Linked DNA regions of Sus scrofa: region 1 is linked to region 2. Evidence: chromatin contacts called from public promoter capture Hi-C data. All regions are on one chromosome and are shown on one strand. Each heading gives the region's core, a stretch centred on a gene start, on an enhancer-like site or on the middle of the called end of the contact. The rest is flanking DNA. Distances are from core to core; before and after follow the strand shown.

Region 1 (4,174 bases), core at 354-2,853, 200 kb after region 2:
GGGCCAAGAGGAAGGCCACTTTCCTTCCAGGCCCCCTCCTCTCTGGGTGAGCTCAGACTGTGGGAATGCAAGGCATGTGCCAGGCCTGGGCACACAGGCCCTTTATGTCCCACACCCGGAGAAGACATCACTCTCCCCTTTGCCTCCTCCCTAAATCCCCATAAAAGCCAATGGGCCAACCCTGGCCAGGAGACCCTTATCTCATACTCCCTCAGCAGCACCGCTGTGAACATCCCACACACTCAAGGGACCCCATCTCGGGAGCCTCGTGCGTGTGGAGGGGTCAGAGTCATGGAGGGGCTAGAATCTCTCCCTGAGGTAAGGGCAGGGGTCAGGGCAAGGACCAGGCAGTGAGCAGGAGTGACGTCAGTGGTGCCAGCGTGCTGCCCGCCCCGCGAGGAGGTGATGTCACTCCATACCATCTGGCCGGACTCGGGTGCCTGGGTGGCTGCCCTGGGCTGACAAGCAGAGCAGATGGAGTGGTCTACAACCAGAGCAGAAGCTTGAGATCCCTAGTTCCTTTTCCCCAGAGCTAGAAGGGCAGGGCTGGGTGGGGCTGGACCTTCTGCAGCTGTGGAGCCCGATTTAGCCCTTTCCCCAGAAGGGCTTGGGAGGCAGCAGCCGAGGGTACCCCAGGGGCTGTCAGCACCGGCATGAGGCCACCCTAGTTCCCAGACCTCCCCTTCCCCAGCCAAAGAGAGGCTGGGACCGGGGAAAGGGAGCCAAGAGAAACGCGACACCGCTGCGGGCCATACAAGGGCACCATGAACCTGGGAGCGCCGGGCTCCTGGGCAGTTCCAGAGAAAAACTCCGAGGTGCAAGGGTGCATTTTCCACTTGAATGTGGTCCCATTCCGGGAAGTGTAACAAGTCTGGGCACTTCCGCTCTGGGAATCCTCGATCCTTCGTCCCTGCCACCTGTGATCCCGTCACCCGGGTAGGCGCGAGGCGACCCACACCGCCCTCCAGCCTCTGCCAACGCCCTGCTGGGGCGGGAGCCGCCGTTCCTCCCCCTCTCGCTCACCTCCAGCCTGGCTCAAAGCCCAGGCGGGAGAAGGAGGGGTCGGCGCATCCCCTCCAGCTAAGAGAGCTGCCTTTTCCAGCAACAGGCGAGCGCGGAATTCAGGTTTGGGGGATGCACTGTAGCTGCGTCTCCCGCCAAAGCTCTAAACGCGGGCCCCCAGAAAAAGCACCTGAGGAAAAGCTCTCCACAGAACCCAAGAGACTCGGCCCACCCCTTCCCGCTCCAAGAAGCAGCCCCCCGCCTTTCCAATTAGGCTCCCAGGACGGTCTGGAATAGAGCTGCAAACTGGTTGCAAAGAAGAGTTGCACGCGCGCAAGGCGCTCGGTGCCCGAGACTTGGGGAGGAGGAGCGCACGCCGCAGTGCAAAGCCCGGGTCCCCGTCTCGATGCCGGCTCTGCTCCCGGGCACGCTCCGCCGAAGATTCCCGGGCCAGGCCGTTCGGGGCGCGGGCCCCCCAGCTAGTTCACTCACCCGCAACGCGGCGACAGCAGCAGCAGGAGGCTAGCAGGAAGGCACAGATGAGCCCGGACGTCCCCATGCTTCCCGGCCGGAGGGCGAGAGCCAAGTGAGGGAGCTCGCGGCTGCCGGGGCTGACGTCAGGGGGGCGGGGGAGGGGGCCCGGAGCGCCGGGGCCGGCCTGCCACGCCCCGCGCAGCCCCCCGCGCCCCCCCGCCCAGCTCGCCGCAGCCCTAGGGGGCGGGCCCGGCGCCGAGATGCCCGGAGCTTTGCTGCGGGACCGCGCGGCGCGAGGGGAGGCCGGAGCCCGCCTCCCAGCTCCCAGCTGGGGAACCGAGAGGGGGCGGCGACAGGTGTCTCCCGGCCGGACTGCCCAGCCGAGACGGCAACGTGGGGAAGCTGGCACGGATGCTCGAAGTCCCACCGCTTCAGATCCCGCCGCGCTCACCCCGGCTCAGCCCCCGCCCATCCGTGTAGCCCTGGGGGACCTCCTGGCGGAGAAGCCACTGACCTGGTCCTTGGCGTCCGGATGGGGGCCTCCCTCCCATTCCATTCCTCTCCCTGCCTCCTCCTCCGCCTCTCCGGACCCCTGCCACAGAGAACGATTGCACCACGGCGGCTGCCGCCGGCCTGGCATTGCAGTCCTGGCAGCTTTGAGGGAAGAACCGTAGGCCCAGGTCCACAGACCCAGAGGTGCCTTTACTGGGGCGTGGAGATGGCGCTCTAAGGGCTGTCCCTTCATTCCCAGCTCTTGTAAGTCCGTCTTTACCTAGAGGAAGGAAGGAGGGGCCGGATTCCCAGGCCCAGGGTTGTCCCACTTGTCCAGGCCCCGGCCTCCGTCTTGAGACGTCTGCTTCTGCCCTCTGCACTCATCGAGCCTAGTCCCACTCACTCTCGCCTCGCCTGAGTGAGGAAGAGGGGAGGGAAGAGAGTACATGGGTGTGAGGTCTCCAGCTTGACCCCCATTGTCTTTTGCTGTGCGGGAGGGTTGAAAGGACCCCTGCAGCGGGACTCTGCCCCTTCCACCAGGCCTCTCAAGCCCCCTGTTGCTGCGGCTCAGCTGCTGCCAGGAAGGGTTTGGAGCAGGAATCAGCAGGAACCTCAGGCTGCCCGGCCTGAGTGAGATCTGCCACACAGCCAGGTGAGGGGAACCCGGTAGCCCCCTTCGTCCCAAACCTTGGGTCTTCTGGCCTCTTGAACTAAAAGTGAGAGTGGACCCTTGCATCAGAGACCCCCCCCCCCCGCCCAGTCCCCTATCCCTGGGAAAGGGGTCCACATCTGCTGGGACTCCTTCAACAAGGAGGGTCCAAAGGGAGCCTGGGGTAGAGTCCAACTGGCTGGCAGGGCAGCCTGCTGCTGGTTGGGGGAGGAGCAGAATGAGGCAGCAAATGCCAGAGATGGGCAGGTGACTTGAGAGGATGCTCTGGGATAGTGTTTTGATGACAAAGAGATGACACTCGAACCACATCAGCCCTTTCTTTCGGAACCTTAGCGGAACCTTTGCTGACCCCCTCCTCCGTCTCCGTTAGTGGCCAGAGGCCATGGCAAGCCAGCCAGGCCAGAGGCTGGAGCCTGGGGTGGGGGGCGGTCGGGGGATTGAGAAGAGGAGGGTTCTTCCCTCTCCCCCAGAGTGAATGTATGGACTGGCCCAGGGCCCAGAGTGGAATGGATGCTGATGCGGTGGTTTGCCTGCAGGGGCAGGAGTGGGGATGGCTGAAGGATGCTGTTGGCCCTGGCAAGCCCGGAGCTGGGCATGGTGCTTGGCTTCCCTGCCCCCACCCGCTTCCCTTCACTTAACCCCATTAACTAATCATTCTCTCTCTGGCCTGAAAACAAAGCCAGCTAACCACCAAGGACGGTCAGTTCAGAATGGTTCTTCCGCCCTGAGAAAAGTGAAGCCAGGTGGGGGTGGAGGAGCTGCCTCTGCAGTGAAGGGAAAGTGAGGTTAGAGACCCCGGTGACATCCCTTCCCTGCACGTCCCCAGCAAACAAGCACAAAGACTGTCCTTTAAGGAAGCCAGTAGCCTGGGGTGATCTGGGCTGCCAGGGAGTGGGTGGTAGAAGTCAGGGGCAGACAACTCTGGGATGTCTTCATGAGGGGGGCCTCTCAGATTCCAAACCAAAAAGAGGTCAGGACCTTGGAGAAGATTCAGAGGGGACTGGAGACAGAAGAAAAAGGAGTGACGGCAGCACGGGGTGAAAGAGCGAAGGGTAGAGGGTATCAGCCCTCCAGCTCCTCTAAGATGCCAGCAGATAGAGCTTCAGCAGTTCTAGGCAAGAGAGAAGGCGGCAGGGGAACTTGCAGCGAGAAAGGATGGCGATCAAGGAGGCAGCCCCCGATCTTCCATCAGCAGAGACTCTCGGCGCCTGGACTGGTTTGGAGGCAGCCTTGCTCCTCCAAGATCAGATCAGAAGACCAAGATTAGAAGAGACTCAGGCCAGAGTCCTAATTTTTTGCCTCTTTTCTCCCCAAAGGAAAGGGCAGGAAGGCTGCCTTCCTCCACCTCCATGGTAGGACCAGGCTACTCAGACTTGAGAGGACTTGCTGTGTCCAGTGCCCTCTGTGTGTTTCTCTGCTATAGATCTGACCACAGGTAGAGAAACTGGGGCTGCATGGGGTGGTGGCCATGGTCTGGGTCCCTTAGCTCCTGTCTCCAGCATGAGTGGGGCTTTCATTTCATTGTAGGAAGTGGAG
Region 2 (4,466 bases), core at 903-3,402:
TACTTTGGGGACGCAAAGTGATATAAATGCAATGGTTTCCCCCCAAGGAGTCTACTTCATCACATTAAATCTTGATTAAATGAGGGTAGAGAGATGAATAAGACAGGGTCCCTACTCTTAAGCAGCTTCCTTGTAAGTGAGAGAAACAGACACATAAACAACCATCTAGACTATAAGGCAGAATGAAAGGAGTAACAAGTGGATGGGAGATTAGGAGGACTAGCTAGGAGACTCATGCAAGACTGAATTGTGAAGTAGTATCTGGCAGCACAGGACCAAGTGCTCAGTGGAGAAGCTGAAGGAAACTCAGGAACTCAGAGAACTGAGATGAACTTTGAAGAAGGGTTCTTGGGGGAAGAGGCCTTCATAGTGAACCTGTAGCTGGACACCTTCCCACATAACCTGCTCCCCTAGCTCTAGCGGCTCTGCCCACTCAAAGCTTCCTTCTGCGTCCCTGAGTTCTCTGCTCCCTTCATTTCATGTCTTCTCCCCTCAAGATGAAAACTCCATGGACTTTCCGCTGTGGCTTAGCAGTAATGAACCTGACTAGTATGCATGAGGATGTGAGTTTGATCCCTGGCCTCGATCAGTGGGTTAAGGATTCGGCATTGCCGTGGGCTGTGGTGTAAGTCGCAGATGCAGATCAGAGCCCAAAGCTCTGCAGCTCCCACAGGTGTAGGCCAGCAACTATGGCTCCAATTCAACCCAAGCCTGGGAACCTCCGTATGCCGCAGATGGGGCCCTAAAAAGACAAAAAATAAAAATAAAACTCCACACGCCAGGTATCTCCTCTAGTTTTTGGAGTCCAGTGATGATGCATGGGCAGGACCGAAGCAAGGTTACTCCGTTACCCCCACCCCATTCCTTACAGTGAAATCTGGGGATTCCCCAGGCTTTCTCACTACCTCCTCTGGCTCAGGCACCCTGTTGCTGACCTGCCAGGTTCTGCTTAGCTCTGCAACCCCATACTTTAGAAGACATTGTTTACTCGTGTGTGCTTAGTGCTCAGACTAATGACTGGATTTGGGAGAGAGGTACTTAACACCTTCCTGTTTACCTCTCTAAGGAAGGCTTTGCCATATGTGTGTGGAGAAGGGTCTCTTGGGGAATGGGGGGATTCCTTTGAATCTTTTGTAGGATTTTCCTTCCCTGCCTCCAGAAAACAACGATAAGCCTCTGTCCAATAGGGATGGAGTCTATTCCCTTAAATCTTAACCTTAAATCAGGAAAAAGGGTGGATCCTGAGGCAGAGTGTACCTATAACATCATTTTTGGGGGGCTTGCTGGGATATCACATATTTGGATGGCAGGGTCTTCTGGCTGAATCTATTGATAGTCCAGTGCTGCACTGCTTAGCTCCCATCTCATTACCACCCCCTCTACACGTGCTCCATAGGCAGGAGCTGTTACTATGGAAATAAATTATTTTTAAAAACAGAAGCAGCCCAGGCTTGGGAAATATCTCCAGAACAAACCCACACAAGCAAGGAGGTTCATAGGGTGTCCCTGGGTCCTGGCTCCAAGGGGAAGGGGGTGGGGATGGAGAAGTAGTTTCAATATTCTGTGTTCTATTCTCAACCTCTACCATGCTCAGGTTCTGCTTTCTCTCCAGTCACTATCAGCTGGACCTCTGCCATGCACGTCTACCTAGGAGAGATGCTCTGCCCCGATTTACCCAGGGCCTAGCTTTGTCCAGGATATAGGAACCTAGAAGCTGCTGAGCCTGGGAGTGTGGGGAGAAGGGGTCAGTGCTACCCACAGAGGTCACCTCTAGGTGACCTAGCTTTGTCCAGGATATAGGAACCTAGAAGTTGCTGAGCCTGGGAGTATGGGGAGAAGCGGTCAACGCTACCCACAGGGGTCACCTCCTTCTAACTCCACAGGCGCCCAAACTATAGAAAGCTGAGGAGCGTAGGGGAAAGCAGAGGCGGCATCTCAGGTGAGTGAAGTTACTCTTGCTTATTCGTGCCTTGAGCCCGGGGGAGCGGGAGTACCCCCGGATTCCAGAATGGGGCAGGGTAGTTAAAGATACCGCCTATTTCCAAACCGGGGACCTCCTCCCCTCTCCGCTGGTCCTCCCAACCTCTTCCAGGGCTGGAGCGCAGGGCTCGCTAAGCTCCGCCCCGCGCGGGTGCGGCTCCTTTAAGGGGGGGGGACGGGGGGGCGAGCCGTGTTGTCAGTGTCAGCTCTGCGCACGCAGCCCTCCCGGAGCCGGTGCCGGCCCGCGAGCCCCAGCGTCTCTGCAAACGAGTCCCCGCCCGGGTCCGGCGGGGCCCCCGCCGTGGGAGGAGTCGGGCGCTGGCCGGCGACTAACCCGGGTTGGACGGCCAAACCAACCGAGGAGGGCCCTGGGCCACGGAGAGAGGGACCCCGGCGTCGTAGCCCCCAGGAATCTCCTTTCCTGGATCTGTGGCACCCACTAGTCCCGGGCACCAAGCCTGGGAGAGCCCCCGATCCCGCGCGCCCAGCCCCGGGGGAGCCCGCCCCCGCCCCGCGGCCCGCCCGGGCCATGCTCCCCCGGGGCAGCCGCTGAGCCGGAGCCGGAACCAGGACCGTAGCCCGCACAGAGCATGGATCCGGGCTGGGGGCAGCAGGACATGGGCTGGGCGGCCCTACTGATCCTCTTCGCCGCCTCGCTGCTCACGGTGTTCGGCTGGCTGCTGCAATATGCCCGGGGCTTGTGGCTGGCGCGGTCCCGCGGGGGCCGGGGCCCGGGACCCGCCTTAGCTGCCGAGCCCGCCGGCTCCCTGCGGGAGCTGGGCGTGTGGCGCTCGCTGCTGCGACTGAGGGGGACTCGGGCTGGCGCCCCAGAGGAGCCAGGCGTCCGGGGCCTCCTGGCGTCGCTCTTCGCCTTCAAGTCTTTTCGGGAGAACTGGCAGCGGGCTTGGGTGCGAGCGCTGAACGAGCAGGCCTGCAGGGATGGGGTGAGTTGGACAGGAGGACCTAGGTTGTCCCCTCACCCAGCCTTTCCTTCTAGGGGAGGGATTGTTCAGGCCAGGAGCGCCGGATGGGGGTGGGGATCAGCTGGGGAACCCATGGCCTCTCTTCCCCTCTGGGATCGGAGAAAAGGGTGCAGGTGAGGCTGGAGGTTGTAGAAATCCGGCTTTGTCCCAAATCCTCTATTCTTGTGGTCTGGGTACTCTCCTGCTCCAAACCTGTGCACAAGTTGCTGTTCTCATAGCAACGCTAATCCCTGTGCCTGAGGGCACTTCCGCCTAGCCTGGGTGCTGGTTCTGTGGGTGGCGGGGAGGCGCGGGGGTGAGCAGAGGTAGAAGGGAAACTGGTGCACCTGTGGCAGGAATCTGCCTGGTCCTCATGCCACCACACCCAGTCCACACTTCATGCCCCAGATCCCTGGTGTGACAGGGCAGGTCCCCAAGGAGCCTGGATCCCTGCCACCCTACCCCATCCCTTAGTAATTTCACTGCTACAGTCTAACCCATCCTTCTCCATGGTACCCACGGTGCATGTGTTGAGGGAAAGGTGTTCAGCTGGAGAGAACCCATGTCCCTTCTGGTAGATGAGCCTCAAGCTGCCCCTTGAGGGTCAGTCACAAACCAGCCCAGCCTACTTCCTCCCATTGCACCACGGGCAGCTGGCCTCCCAGGAAGTGGGGCAGGAAGCGTGGTCATAAGACTGATGTGGGGTGGGTGGTGGGGACCTCCCTCTCTTGGGATCCCCTCCCATCTTGGCCCAGTCATCTCTCCTTGCCCTCACAGCCTGTTAGCCTCAGACTCAGAGGGTTCTCCATTTCCAGCTACCATTAGTCTGAGGGCTTTACTCCACTAGCTCCCCAGATGCCTGGAAACAGAAGTGGCCGCAGAAGAAACTGCTCTGCTTCCCCTGGCCAGCAGAAAGCCAGGTGGCATCTGTCAGTCTACACCCTGAACTCAGCCCTCCACCCAGCTCTCCCTGTACCTTGTCCCTGGGTCAGGAGTGACTCCCCAGGACAGCTGACTCAGCTGGACATTAGCCTCCCTTGCAGGGGGTGGGGGAGATTGGGGTTCCAAGCATCCATCTCCCCTGGCCTGGCTTTCGAACAAGACAGCTACAGGAGCAGAGAAGTTCGCTTCCTCTGGTTTGCCAGGCAAATGAGCCCCGTGGCTTTGTTTTCTCTCATCCCAAGACCCAAGGAGGAGCTACCAGGTTAATTCCTCTTCCCATCCGGTCCTCCGGATGGGGCTACGGCAAGTTGCTTCCACTGCTGTGGAAGAATTAGGAAGCTCTTTCAAGACCTGAGCTAAGCAGCTTTCTGCTCCCTAATACCACCCTGCTGTCTGCCTTGAGGAATTAGCCAGGCCCCTGGCCCTTGAGCTTTCTGAGCTTTCTTTTCTTTCCAGTCCCTCTGGTAAGGTTCCCTAAGGCCATGCCGAGCTAGTCAAGAGTATGGATAGAGTCTTACTTTTGTGCCTCTATATCCTGTCTATCTGGAAGAAGGCTTAGCCTCATTTCTCCAGCTCTTGTTT

What was found. Promoter capture Hi-C pulls out the DNA fragments that hold promoters and counts their contacts.
Region 1: a promoter capture Hi-C map of fetal skeletal muscle shows a contact between it and region 2, with 2.8 times the contacts expected there. The contact joins the promoter of MCAM here to the promoter of C2CD2L in region 2. A contact is called at or near these places in 2 of 5 promoter capture datasets (fetal skeletal muscle and liver) and 1 of 47 Hi-C or Micro-C datasets (skeletal muscle).

What each region holds. Positions count from the first base shown.
Region 1 is chr9:46,520,488-46,524,661 of Sscrofa11.1, forward strand. It overlaps MCAM (cell surface glycoprotein MUC18), which reads right to left and starts at 1,604. Exons shown (of 16, transcript XM_005667431.3): 1 at 1,495-1,604. The coding sequence starts at 1,561.
Region 2 is chr9:46,319,609-46,324,074 of Sscrofa11.1, forward strand. C2CD2L (phospholipid transfer protein C2CD2L) reads left to right here and starts at 2,153. Exons shown (of 14, transcript XM_013979465.2): 1 at 2,153-2,924. The coding sequence starts at 2,571.